Regions from separate parts of the Mus musculus genome. Here all the other regions are linked to region 1. The links are chromatin contacts, called in public Hi-C maps. All regions are on one chromosome and are shown on one strand. The core of a region is the stretch at or near the end of the contact, and the rest is flanking DNA. Distances in the headings are between cores, read along the strand shown.

What was found. Hi-C and Micro-C count contacts between places; a contact is called where the count stands out from the background.
Region 2: a Hi-C map of cranial neural crest shows a contact between it and region 1, with 6 times the contacts expected there. The contact joins two enhancer-like sites. A contact is called at or near these places in 11 of 484 Hi-C or Micro-C datasets (the N1E-115 cell line, cranial neural crest, embryonic fibroblasts and 5 more), 2 of 115 datasets of contacts at active chromatin or transcription factors (differentiating embryonic stem cells and embryonic stem cells) and 2 of 9 other capture datasets (embryonic tail and embryonic trunk).
Region 3: a contact with region 1 is called in a Hi-C map of embryonic limb bud, with 2.8 times the contacts expected there. The contact joins two enhancer-like sites. A contact is called at or near these places in 10 of 484 Hi-C or Micro-C datasets (cranial neural crest, differentiating embryonic stem cells, embryonic limb bud and 2 more), 4 of 115 datasets of contacts at active chromatin or transcription factors (craniofacial prominence, differentiating embryonic stem cells, embryonic limb bud and 1 more) and 3 of 9 other capture datasets (embryonic stem cells, embryonic tail and embryonic trunk).

The regions. Positions count from the first base shown.
Region 1 is chr8:108,025,510-108,029,106 of GRCm38.p6, reverse strand. No RefSeq gene overlaps it. Among named protein-coding and RNA genes, the nearest start is that of Gm39242, 190 kb to the right of the region's middle. Within about 2 kb of position 1,411, at least 36 of the 459 cell types and tissues checked have an H3K27ac peak or open chromatin away from gene starts, as enhancers often do. A contact at or near this core is called in embryonic limb bud, where this site is marked.
Region 2 is chr8:107,879,867-107,883,661 of GRCm38.p6, reverse strand. No RefSeq gene overlaps it. Among named protein-coding and RNA genes, the nearest start is that of Gm39242, 47 kb to the right of the region's middle. Within about 2 kb of position 1,986, at least 3 of the 459 cell types and tissues checked have an H3K27ac peak or open chromatin away from gene starts, as enhancers often do.
Region 3 is chr8:107,826,439-107,829,765 of GRCm38.p6, reverse strand. Gm39242 (a long non-coding RNA gene) reads left to right here. Exons shown (of 3, transcript XR_879158.1): 2 at 2,735-2,822. Among named protein-coding and RNA genes, the nearest start is that of Gm39242, 6.2 kb to the left of the region's middle. Within about 2 kb of position 1,880, at least 8 of the 459 cell types and tissues checked have an H3K27ac peak or open chromatin away from gene starts, as enhancers often do. A contact at or near this core is called in embryonic limb bud, where this site is marked.

The DNA of each region.
Region 1 (3,597 bases), core at 162-2,661:
TGAACCTGTAGATTGCCACTTTCAACTGTGTTGGCTTACTGACTGCCAAGCCCCAGAAATGAACCTTCTGTGTGTAGACAAGCGCATGGGCACACACACACCAGCACTAAGGTTAGAGGCATGTGTAGCCATATCCCAGCTTCTTACACAAATGCTGGATATCTAAACTAAGGCCCTCATGCTCAGACAGCAAGTATTCTTACTCACTGAGCGATCTTCCCTTCCTGGGGATTCATACTTTCAACAAAGCCCACTCTGGTGGTGTGCAGATCATGCTTGGGAACGCCTTGCTCGCATCTTGCAAGTACCAGTTAGTGAGAACAAAAGAGTAGGTAGGTGCTCTAAACAGTGTGAGATTCTAAATCATTGTCTTTAGTGGCGGGAGAGGGGGGCGCTTGGGAGGGCGGGGGAGGCTTTCAAAGCACCAGGCAGGCAGTCACTGGAGCTCCCAGAACCCTGGTAATGTGATCAGCATGCATTTAGCTTGCAAACCATCTCGTTTACAGATGGACAAATGCCAGGCGATAAATCAGTGGCAGGGCCCACATAAAAAAAAAACCAAAATTCCAGGCTCCCTAATACCACCATCCAGGTGTGTGCTGACCTATGTCGGCCAATGGGCCATTCTTCATAATATTAAATAATAGCATGTGCTGCCTGCAGGTGATTTTGAGTGGCATCGTGATATATCCCACCGGCATCACAAAAGCAGATGGCTTTCATAGCCATAGATACTCAAGATCTGCTCTATCTATGTACCCACCTTTATTTCAGGCCATTAAAGGGGGCCTCAAGAAATGTAACATCAATATGGGGGGGGGGAAGGCTTCTCTTTCCTGGAGGAGAACAGGGGGTGACCATGTGAGCACAGTGCCATCTCAATAAGCACGCCAAGAAAAATCCCACGGAAATATCTGGGCGGCAATAAACGTGATCTTATCTCAACACTGAAATGGAAAAAGGAGCTGGTCCCCCTAAATCACAGGAGTAATGTGCGGTGGAAAAAGAAAAGGACAACTGTGGACAAACTCAGAGAAGAAAGTTTTATTAATTCTAAATATGCCTTTCCCCCACTGGGTTTACACTAGCATTCCCCCTAATGGGATCCAGATGTTCCGCCAGCCTGGAAGTAGCTACCTAGGAGAAAACAGTAGCTCGCCTCCTTTAAGTTAAAAGGGCGAAATCGTGGCGCTACAGGCTGATTTACAGTTTAGTTCAATCAGCGCCCACAGCACGGAGGGATGGAGAACTGTGGACCGTGGATGAAGGCGAAAGCCCGCCTTGGAAAAGGCTGGCGGCTCAAGAGTTAATGCCAACCTTTCCTGTGAATGCAGCCCTCTGTGTAGTAGCTAATGAAGGTAATGAAATATGACATGTAGTTTGGCCCTTGACCATGGAGTGCACCCCCCGCCCCTCGGCGCTGCGAACAAAGCCAAAACAGATGTAGCGACTTCTGTATGGTTTGGGGTTGGCGTCTGTTACACAGACCAGGTGACCCGCACATTCCCAGAATGTTCACTTCTGACACACGCGGCATTATCTGAGAAGATGCTGCCTTTGTCTGTGAAGTGCGAAGGGGAAGCGAGAGACGGAGGGGTGCAGCTGAGGGGGTGGGGGCAGGGGTGGGGACGGGGTGAGGGTGGAAGCTGAGCTTCCAGGGATGTTCAGCCAAACTCCTGCCCTCTATGCCCTGGTTCTCCTCATTCACTGTGAACTGGAAAAACAACAACAACAACAAATTCTTTCTTGGAGGCAAGGGGGTAGCCTGGCAAATGTGGAATTTGCAGAAAATCTCCTCCGTGCCTTTACTTCTCTCTCCAAAGCAAGGCCCAGGGAATGAGACCCAGGGATGGGAACTAATTGCTGAAGCTACTTGGGCTGGTCACTCTAGTACAAGGACAGAGCAGCCAGCCACTCCTCAGCAAAGGCCGTCCGTATGTCCATATTTCAGGTTTCGTATTTCAGGTTCCCATGCAGACCAAATGGCCGAAATAAAAGCACAGTTCTGGTGACTAAAACCACAGCGCTGGGCTCTGAGGAAATACTAATTGTAGTTGTCATGCTGTCTGGCTTCTTCACTCTTGAGGACCACTGGATAAGGTGGCTGTGTGATGTTTCCCCCACCCCCCCAAGGGATCTTAAGTAATTTTTTTTTTAAAGAACATATCATCAAATCTTGGCCTAAATATAGCATCTTTGTTGGTTTCCCCCCACCCCCAAAGGGATCAGACCTTTGGCAAAGTTAGAGAGAAAGAGAGGAACAGGGAGAAAGAAGAGGAGGGGGAGCCTTGGCAAGTGGGAGCCTGTTCCCAATGTTATTTATTATCTTCAGCAGACACTGACATGTGGCTTTTGAAAGCGGATACTGTACCTTTAACCTTGACTCCAAAAGCATGCTTAATCTGTGATGCAAACCGAGGTTCCAAACTGGAGAGCCTTGGGGTAGTGGCTGGGGGGTGGGGGTGGGGGGGCGGGGGATGGGGGTGTGGCTAGATTTATTTATGAGGCGCGTGGAAAATTTTGACATCACAAGCTATGGCCATTATTCACATGTTACATGACACAAGATTGGCCCTTTTAACGCAGCAACATCACATAAAAATATGATTTTTGTCCTGTGACGGCAGGCTGATCATATAGTGCTCACCTACCTACCCAATGAAATGTAATCTCTTTAGGTCAAAGGCCCCAAGAAAGTGATTCAACTGGGTGGCTCCAGTCTTCCATCAGACTCTAGGAAAACTAAATTCGGATGAGGCTCGATGAGGAACTCAAATTGTAGGAGGGTGTGGATAGATCGCTGAATGGAACAGAGAACATTCTGGAACAGCCCACGAGGCTATCACAGGGCCCTCTCAGCACAGCTCTCCACAGTTGCTCACTGATATAGATCTCATTACAGATGGTTGTGAGCCACCATGTGGTTGCTGGGATTTGAACTCTGGACCTTCGGGTGCTCTTACCCACTGAGCCATCTCACCAGCCCAATGCCAGACTTCTAAATTCTTTTTTTTTTTTCTTTTCTTCAATGGGAAGGTTGGGAGCCAGATAACCCAGGCAGATGCAATAAGAACCCCCAAATGCTAAAAGGTTACATGGCACTGCTGTCCACACAGCAGTGTGTCAGTAAATTTTCCTTCTGTCACAGAAGCACCATTAGGTCATAAGCATCGGTAGGTTGTCACTACTGTACCTCAACAACCACACCCAGGGTTCAGGGCCAACTTCTATAGGGAAGGGATATAGGGAAGGAATTGGTGGGGACCCCAAGAGGCTCCCAATTTTACAAAGCATTCACTAAGATACACTTCAGCCCAAATCCCAACCATGCAAAAGCACACTGCTAATTAAGAAACCAAGAAAAAAAAATCAGGGATAGAGAATAAAAGACATTCAACACTTTCATGTGGCAAAGTCCCCTACTCAAAACGTTCTTCTTCCCATAATTGTATTTATGACACATGGCAATCCTGGTGTAGGTATATGAAGCCCACATTGCAGTTGAGACAACTAATGGTCTAAAACAATGGCTTATCCAGAGCTGGAGAGATGGCTCTGTGATTAAGAGCACTGGCTACTCTTACAGAGGATCCAGAT
Region 2 (3,795 bases), core at 737-3,236, 150 kb after region 1:
AATGGCCACTAATTTAGTGGAAACAAATAATTTGGAGAGCCTGATTATCAAAAGATGAGACAGAACGCAAGGTCCAGACTGGATAAGCATGCTGGAAGTTTGCTCTTGCCTCATTTTTTTTTCAAAGCTGCCATGACCCATACAGCATTACTGCATTAGGGACTTAGAGTTGGTCTGCTAAGCTTAAAAATAAAAAGAAGAAAGAAAGAAAAGAAAAAAATGGATATTGGATATTGTCACACACACACACCCTCATGAGTTCCTCATTTAAATAAGGAACAGGGTACAATGCATCAGTTAAATCGCAAGCCTTTGTCACTGACACACGCAGCCATCCACTGCCTGGACAACTTAACATGAAAGGGTTTCATTGTGTGAAAACCAGAGCCTCTTTATATATATATATAAGATAATGTATAAAATTCTAGTTATACAACTGGCCGGCATCACAAAGCTCTGTGGGTCCTGGAAGCCTCTCTCTCTCCCCCACCATGGATAATAAGGCATGGGGTTTTGCTTGCTTTGATTAATTTCAGAATATTGCACTGAACCTGCATAATCCCTAAGACAGCAGAGTAGAGGAGAAAAAGTGATGGGCAATGATAAAAAAAAAAAATGAAATGATCAGGCAAAGGCTGTGTTCTATCCGTGCTGTACAACACACAGGTATGCACATGTGCACACACACATGCGCACACACATATACACATACACACATATATGCATACATACACATGCACACATAAACATATATACACACACACATGCATGCGCTAGAGCGTGCACACATACACACACACACACACACACCATCACCACCACCATTACAAAACTGATTTCAGCAAGTACTAACCACAATAATGGTCAACATACAAAATGGTCTTTGACTCTAGGACTTAAATGATATGCACGAGGCTGCAGCAAGCTTAAACAAAACCTCTGAGGTGTCGCCAGGGCTGTGATCAGATATATAACATCACTGGGAAATGCACACCGCCTTTTTTTTTCCTCAAATCACAGCAGCCATTATTTATACAAGTACTGAATATGGAAAAGGCTCTGACAACTTTACAGTGGTGTTTGGATGGATGAAGATGCGGGATGATGGATGAGGGAGACAGAGGATTCCCTTATTAAAGCATCAAATTCGCCTCTAAATATCAAACAGACATCTTAGCCCCAAACGCGTACTGCTTCCTACTCAAAATCATATAGACCGAACACATGAACGGCCTTTCTTTGATAGAAAAAAAAGGCAGGGTGTTCGCCTAATGAGTAGTGTTAATTTTGGACTAGGCCATTAAGTACCTTTTTTTTCTGCATAATGTGAACTCAGAGTCCATGCCTATCAAACAAGAATAAACGTGACAATTTGCAAATATAAATGAATGTTGGCAGAAACGGGACAGATCCCCACCCTGCCATTCTGTTCTAAAATTTTAGTAAATAATTTCAGCAGATAGCATCTTCCAGCTATATTTTTGGTGTCTTTCTTGACAGGAAAGCTGCTATGAAGGGATGAAAACTCACCATTTACTCTGTGATTTTTTTTTTTCTTTAATACTGTGCTCGGATTAAAAATATAGACTCATACATACAATGTTGGTAGCACTGCAGCGCCCACTAGTGGACATTCTGGAACCACGGAGGCTCCTGTCTCCAGCGTACATTCAACAAACCAAGTGTGTTCATCGTAAAAGTGTAAAATCAAAAACGAACAAAAGAACATAAGATAAAATGAGCCTGATTTACGAAGTGTGGCAACTTGATTCTTATTGTTTCCATATGATGATGAGGCTGGTACTTTTTTCCACAAACCTCAACTCTACCTTGGCTCTTCCTGTAAGATTAACAGTAGGCAGAGAAACATGGGCCTGATATTCATGAAGTGTCTGTGTCTAAGGAATCTTGCCTAAGAGTTCAACTAGAACACGAGAGGGTCCGGAAGCAAACAAACAACAAAACCAAATGCCTGTTTGTAAAAGAAGCCAGTTCTACCCTAGTCACTGCATGGGCTAGATCTCGCCTATCTCTGCCTCCCAAAGCAATGACACCACTGGGAAGTGGTCTTTTGGTATCAGCATGGTCTAACATGTAACCCAAGAGTAATGTGATTATAACTTACCAGGAAACAATATTTACATGTTGCTAGTGTTTCCGGTTCCTTTCCTTACAATGAAAAACAAGTTTCCTTTGGTCTTTTAATGTTTCTAAGTACAGTGATGATTAAAGCCCATATCTCTCTCTCTCTCTCTCTCTCTCTCTCTCTCTCTCTCTCTCTCTCTCTCACACACACACACACACACACACACACACACACACACAGAGAGAGAGAGAGAGAGAGAGAGAGAGAGACAAAGACAGAGACAGAGACAGAGACAGAGAAATATTTTTCACACATAAGCCTAGAGATTTTTCTTTAGTTTCATGTCTAAGAATTTGTATATTTTTAAGGAGCTTATTTTAGAAAAAAAATGCTAACACATTTCTAAAACTTCATTCACAAAGCTGTAAAGGAACAAAGCATTCTTAATTCGTGTTAACGAAGACATCTTATTTAGCAGGTGTGTGTTGAAAGGAAACAACGCAAGCCAGGAAATCAAGACTAAACTAGTTTTAAAATCCAGAGGGTTTGCCCAATGCAAATTAGGAGTTGTGTTTTAACACCTGAGAACTAGTGATATCATATCAGCCAATTGTGGAGGTCTGAGTCTTTGCTTTCTCTGAGAAAGAAAGAAAGAAAGAAAGAAAGAAAGAAAGAGAGAGAGAGAGGGAGGGAGGGAGGGAGGGAGGGAGGGAGGGAGGGAGGAAGGAAGGAAGGAAGGAAGGAAGGAAGGAAGGAAGGAAGGAAGAAAAAAAGAAAGAAAGAAAGAAAGAAAGAAAGAAAGAAAGAAAGAAAGAAAGAAAGAAAGAGAGAAAGAGAGAGAGGGAGGGAGGGAGGGAGGGAGGGAGGGAGGGAGGGAGGGAGGAAGGAAGGAAGGAAGGAAGGAAGGAAGGAAGGAAGGAAGGAAGGAAGAAAGAAAAGCTTCCTGAGCAGGTGGAAGTGAGGACTCTTTGGATACCAGTGAGCCTGACTGGTGACCCTGACCAGAGAGTTGCTTCCAGGCTCTTTCCTGAAATATGCCACTGTCCCTAACTCTGAAGCCATCAGAAGCCCAAACCTGGGCACCTCCTCTTTGTTGTGTCTTGACACAGACACATCCTTCTTGATTCACAGTTGAGCAGTCGAACCTTTGTATGGGTTGTTTTGGAAAGAAAGAAGGTTAGTAAAAAGAAGGAGGAGGAGGAGGACGATGTTGGTGGTGGCGGCAGCGGCAAAGGAACTGGGAAGCAGTTTCTGCCATGACAGCATTGCCCACATCTCTGAACCCATTCCCAACATTGGTTTGAGCTCCTCAAAGACACAAACAGGCAGTAAATGAGCGAAGGCAAGAGGTAACTACCTAGAGCCTGGACTGCAGGTCAGATGGCAGAGCCCCTCCTTATCCTGTGGGAAGCCCTGGGTGGGATCAGCAGCGTTGCCTAAAAGCAGGTGTGGCAGCCAGCTCTGTGATCCCAGCACCAAGGAGATGGAGTCAGAAGGACCTGGAGTTCAAGGTAAACTCTGGCTACATAATGAGTTCCAGGCTACCTAGGATACTCACGACTGTGGATGGGGTGAGGGGGGAGAGAGGGGGGGAGAGAGAGAGAGGGAGAGAGAGAGAGTCCTAGATCCATGAAGATGCCCAGCTGGGTGGGTTTCATCGACTATGGCCCCATGTTGAATTTTCTAGGTTCAAATCCCACCTGTACTGC
Region 3 (3,327 bases), core at 631-3,130, 200 kb after region 1:
TTTTTTTCCTCTTTACTCCTTTGTTTAGAGGGACTTATAAGTTGGTATTTTAAAAGTCAACAATCAAAACCATCCTCCTCTTGGAAGTATTTCATTGTACAACAACACACGAGATCCTGACAGTGCATCTGGGACAAAGCAATCACAGGAAAATATTAGTTCTTCAGGGTTCGGGAGATAGTGACTTCCTTCAAAAACCCTTACATCCGTCAATCAAACAAACAACAACAACAAAAAGGACTCTGAGACTAAATCACAGAGACGGGAGGAACAGAGGAGGGGAGGAGGGAGAGGAGGACCAGAGGGAAGAGGGAGAGGGGGAGGGGCAGAAGAGGAAGCAGCCGCAGCAGATCTAAGTGACCCCTGGTCAGTAATAAATACTTAGTAATTCCTCCTTCACGCCCATCTCCACTGCACCTCATACCAGGATGCACAACCTAGATTTTGGAAAGAATCTAGCTAAAAAAGCAGTGGTGGGTCCCACAGGGACCTCTCCCAGGCTCTCTGGGATGTCAAGGTCTGAAGTTCTCTGTTCAGGAGTGCACTAATGCAGTGGTTTGGTCCTGGAGACCCGCACGTGAATCTCAATTAACCGTGGGAAGGGTCAACTGAAGAAGCAGGGAAGAATGAGACTCGGCTCCCACTTGCCATCCATGGGCGCTATAACAGGCCGTAAGCAGTCAGTTCACAGGGAGTGCTCCATCTGTAAGTGCTGAGGGAGGCTAAACATGAGAGAGATTTCTTTACCATCTGGACCTGAGAGTGAAGACAAAGTGACCAGGGTGAGGAATGAGTTGCCTAGGAAGTGAATATTCTACCTGGACACCCACTGTGGATGTGTATAGCTCATTTCATCCTCTTCCATGGCCTCTACACGAACCAAGTGTGCAAGGAAAAGAGACAGGATGCACACTTTACAGACAAAAGGAGCGCAGGCAGTACAGCTGACTGGTTTCAGCTTGCTCCTGGGGAGGGTGGGATACTTCAGTTTAAAAGCTGTGTAAGCCCCACAGCGGATGAGCTGAACCTCACAGCTAGTATCCGCAGTCAAGTGTGGCCCCACAGAAGCACCATGATCCCCAACAGGCCTATATTTACCACACTGACAGAGCATTCCGTGTCACCTTAAAGGATGGAGAACTGCTTAGTCACTGGGTGCTCTTTTGTTTTTTTGTTTTCCATTGTTTTGTTTGTAGACATCTTCTTGTATGCAGGGATGGGGTATATGCATGGAAGCCAGAACACAAGGTTAGCTATCTTCCTCAACTTTCTCCACCTTTATTTTGAGGCAGAGTCTCTCACTCAACCTGGAGTTTACAAGTGTGCTAAACTGGCTGCCTTTTAAGCCTTAGGAGTCATCCTGTCTTCACCCACCCCCACGCCCCACTCCCAATGCACTACAAGCATGTGCCACCACACTGTTTGCCCCCATGCATGCTGGGTAATGTACTAAGCACTTACTGACTGAGCTACCTCTCAGCCCAACACAAGCTGTTGTTCTGTGTTCTGGATGAAGAAAGTGTTGCTTATCTTTGCCCTCCGAACCCCATCCCTAATTGCAACAATCCTTACAAGCACTGAACAGTTCCACAATGTCTGTTTCTAGGGGAAGGGAACCCACCATGCTGAAGAAGAAGGCACGGTGTTAACGTTCCACAAACATCTTTCTTCATTTTTCTCCCTTCAACCGAGAGCTAGAAGCTTGGAGATTAAAAACGGAAACATTTCCCCCCCCCCCCCCCCCCGGCTTCATCTGAACGTGGCATTTGCACAGTCTTCCGTGCCATGTGCGCATGCTCACTGGACTGGCATCCATCCTCAACACAGTGGACAGCCTAGAAAAAAAGCATTATTCTTTCCAGGTGTGCCTGCCTGGGTTATTTATGGCCTGACTTCCTTTCAGAGTGTGAGAAACCTTAGCCTTCTGCCAGCTGCAAGGGATTGCTGAGAAGTATTTTGAAGGGGAAAAAAAAAATATAGAGCGCGACACCCCTTTTCCCCCTCCCCCTTCCCCCACAGCCAGCCACACTCCGTGCACCCCCTTGCATCAGATAGTCAGTGACATGCCTAAATAGGCATTTAACTGTACTCGCCATCAAAGAAGGTGCCCCATGCAGGCAACAGTATATTAACTTAATGAATTCCAGAAAGAATAAGGGAGAGGGCACTGGTAACTCCGCCCGAGTTATCTTCCCTAGGAACACTCATCCCGGGTGGTGAAAACATGCAGACGCGTGCTTTTCTCCATTTTTTAAAAAGAGATGCTTGATATGGGGCCCAAAGATTCGGGGACTACAAGGAACTTAAGTCCAAAGGCAGATCCCAGTTTACAAAGAGGCCCTGTGGCAGACACAGAATTTGATCACATAAACTAAGTTTAAATCAGGGGTTCTCACCCTTCCTAATTCTTTGACTGTTTAATACAGTTCCTTGTATGGTGGTGACGGCCCCCCAACCCAAAAAATTACTTTCGTTGCTATGTTATAACTGTAATTTTGCTACTGTTATGAATCCTAAGGTAAATATCCATGTTTTCTGATGGTCTTAGGTAGCCCCTGTGAAAGACTGTTAGCCCCCACCCACCCATAAAGGGGTCACCCCCAAAGGTTGAGAACTGCTGCTTTAAATGTCTTCTCATTTATGAATAACACAGGAGGGTCTCTGATGATGTTGCTTTCTCTGGCTATACAGCATGAAAGTTGCTTCCGTTAAAAAATCATCATTTGCTTTTTAGGGACCATGTCTTTTAAGCAGTTGGAAGGAGACAGAAGTTGGGCCCGGTCTTACAGGTCTGCAATCGTAGCTGCAATCATGAGGCTGAGGTAGGAGAAGGCCAAGCTGGGTAAATTCATATACAAATTATCCTGTAAAGGGTATGGGCAAACTAGAGATGCAGCTGGGAAGCACAGCACATCCTAGCATGTACAAGGTCCTAGGTTCGATTCCAGGTACTAGAAAAACAAAAGATGGAATCATTATGAAAGATAGCATTTCAGTACCACAAAAATAAATTACAGTATTCTCTGGAGGCAACCCCAGAATACACCTTCCACAGCCAAATCTACCTCTGCTGGAGTCATAAGAAATGGCGGAGTGATGTGTCAACAACAGCAACATTTTAAAGAGCAGCACATCAAGATAAAGGTGCTTGCCACCAGGTTTGTTACCTCAAGTTCAATGTCAAAACCCACACGGCAGAACCAATTCCAGAAAGTTCTCCTCTAACCTTCATATAAGTACCAGTGTATATGTGTACACACACATACACACACACAGGCACACACACATACATACACATACATGCATGCACACATACATGTACACATA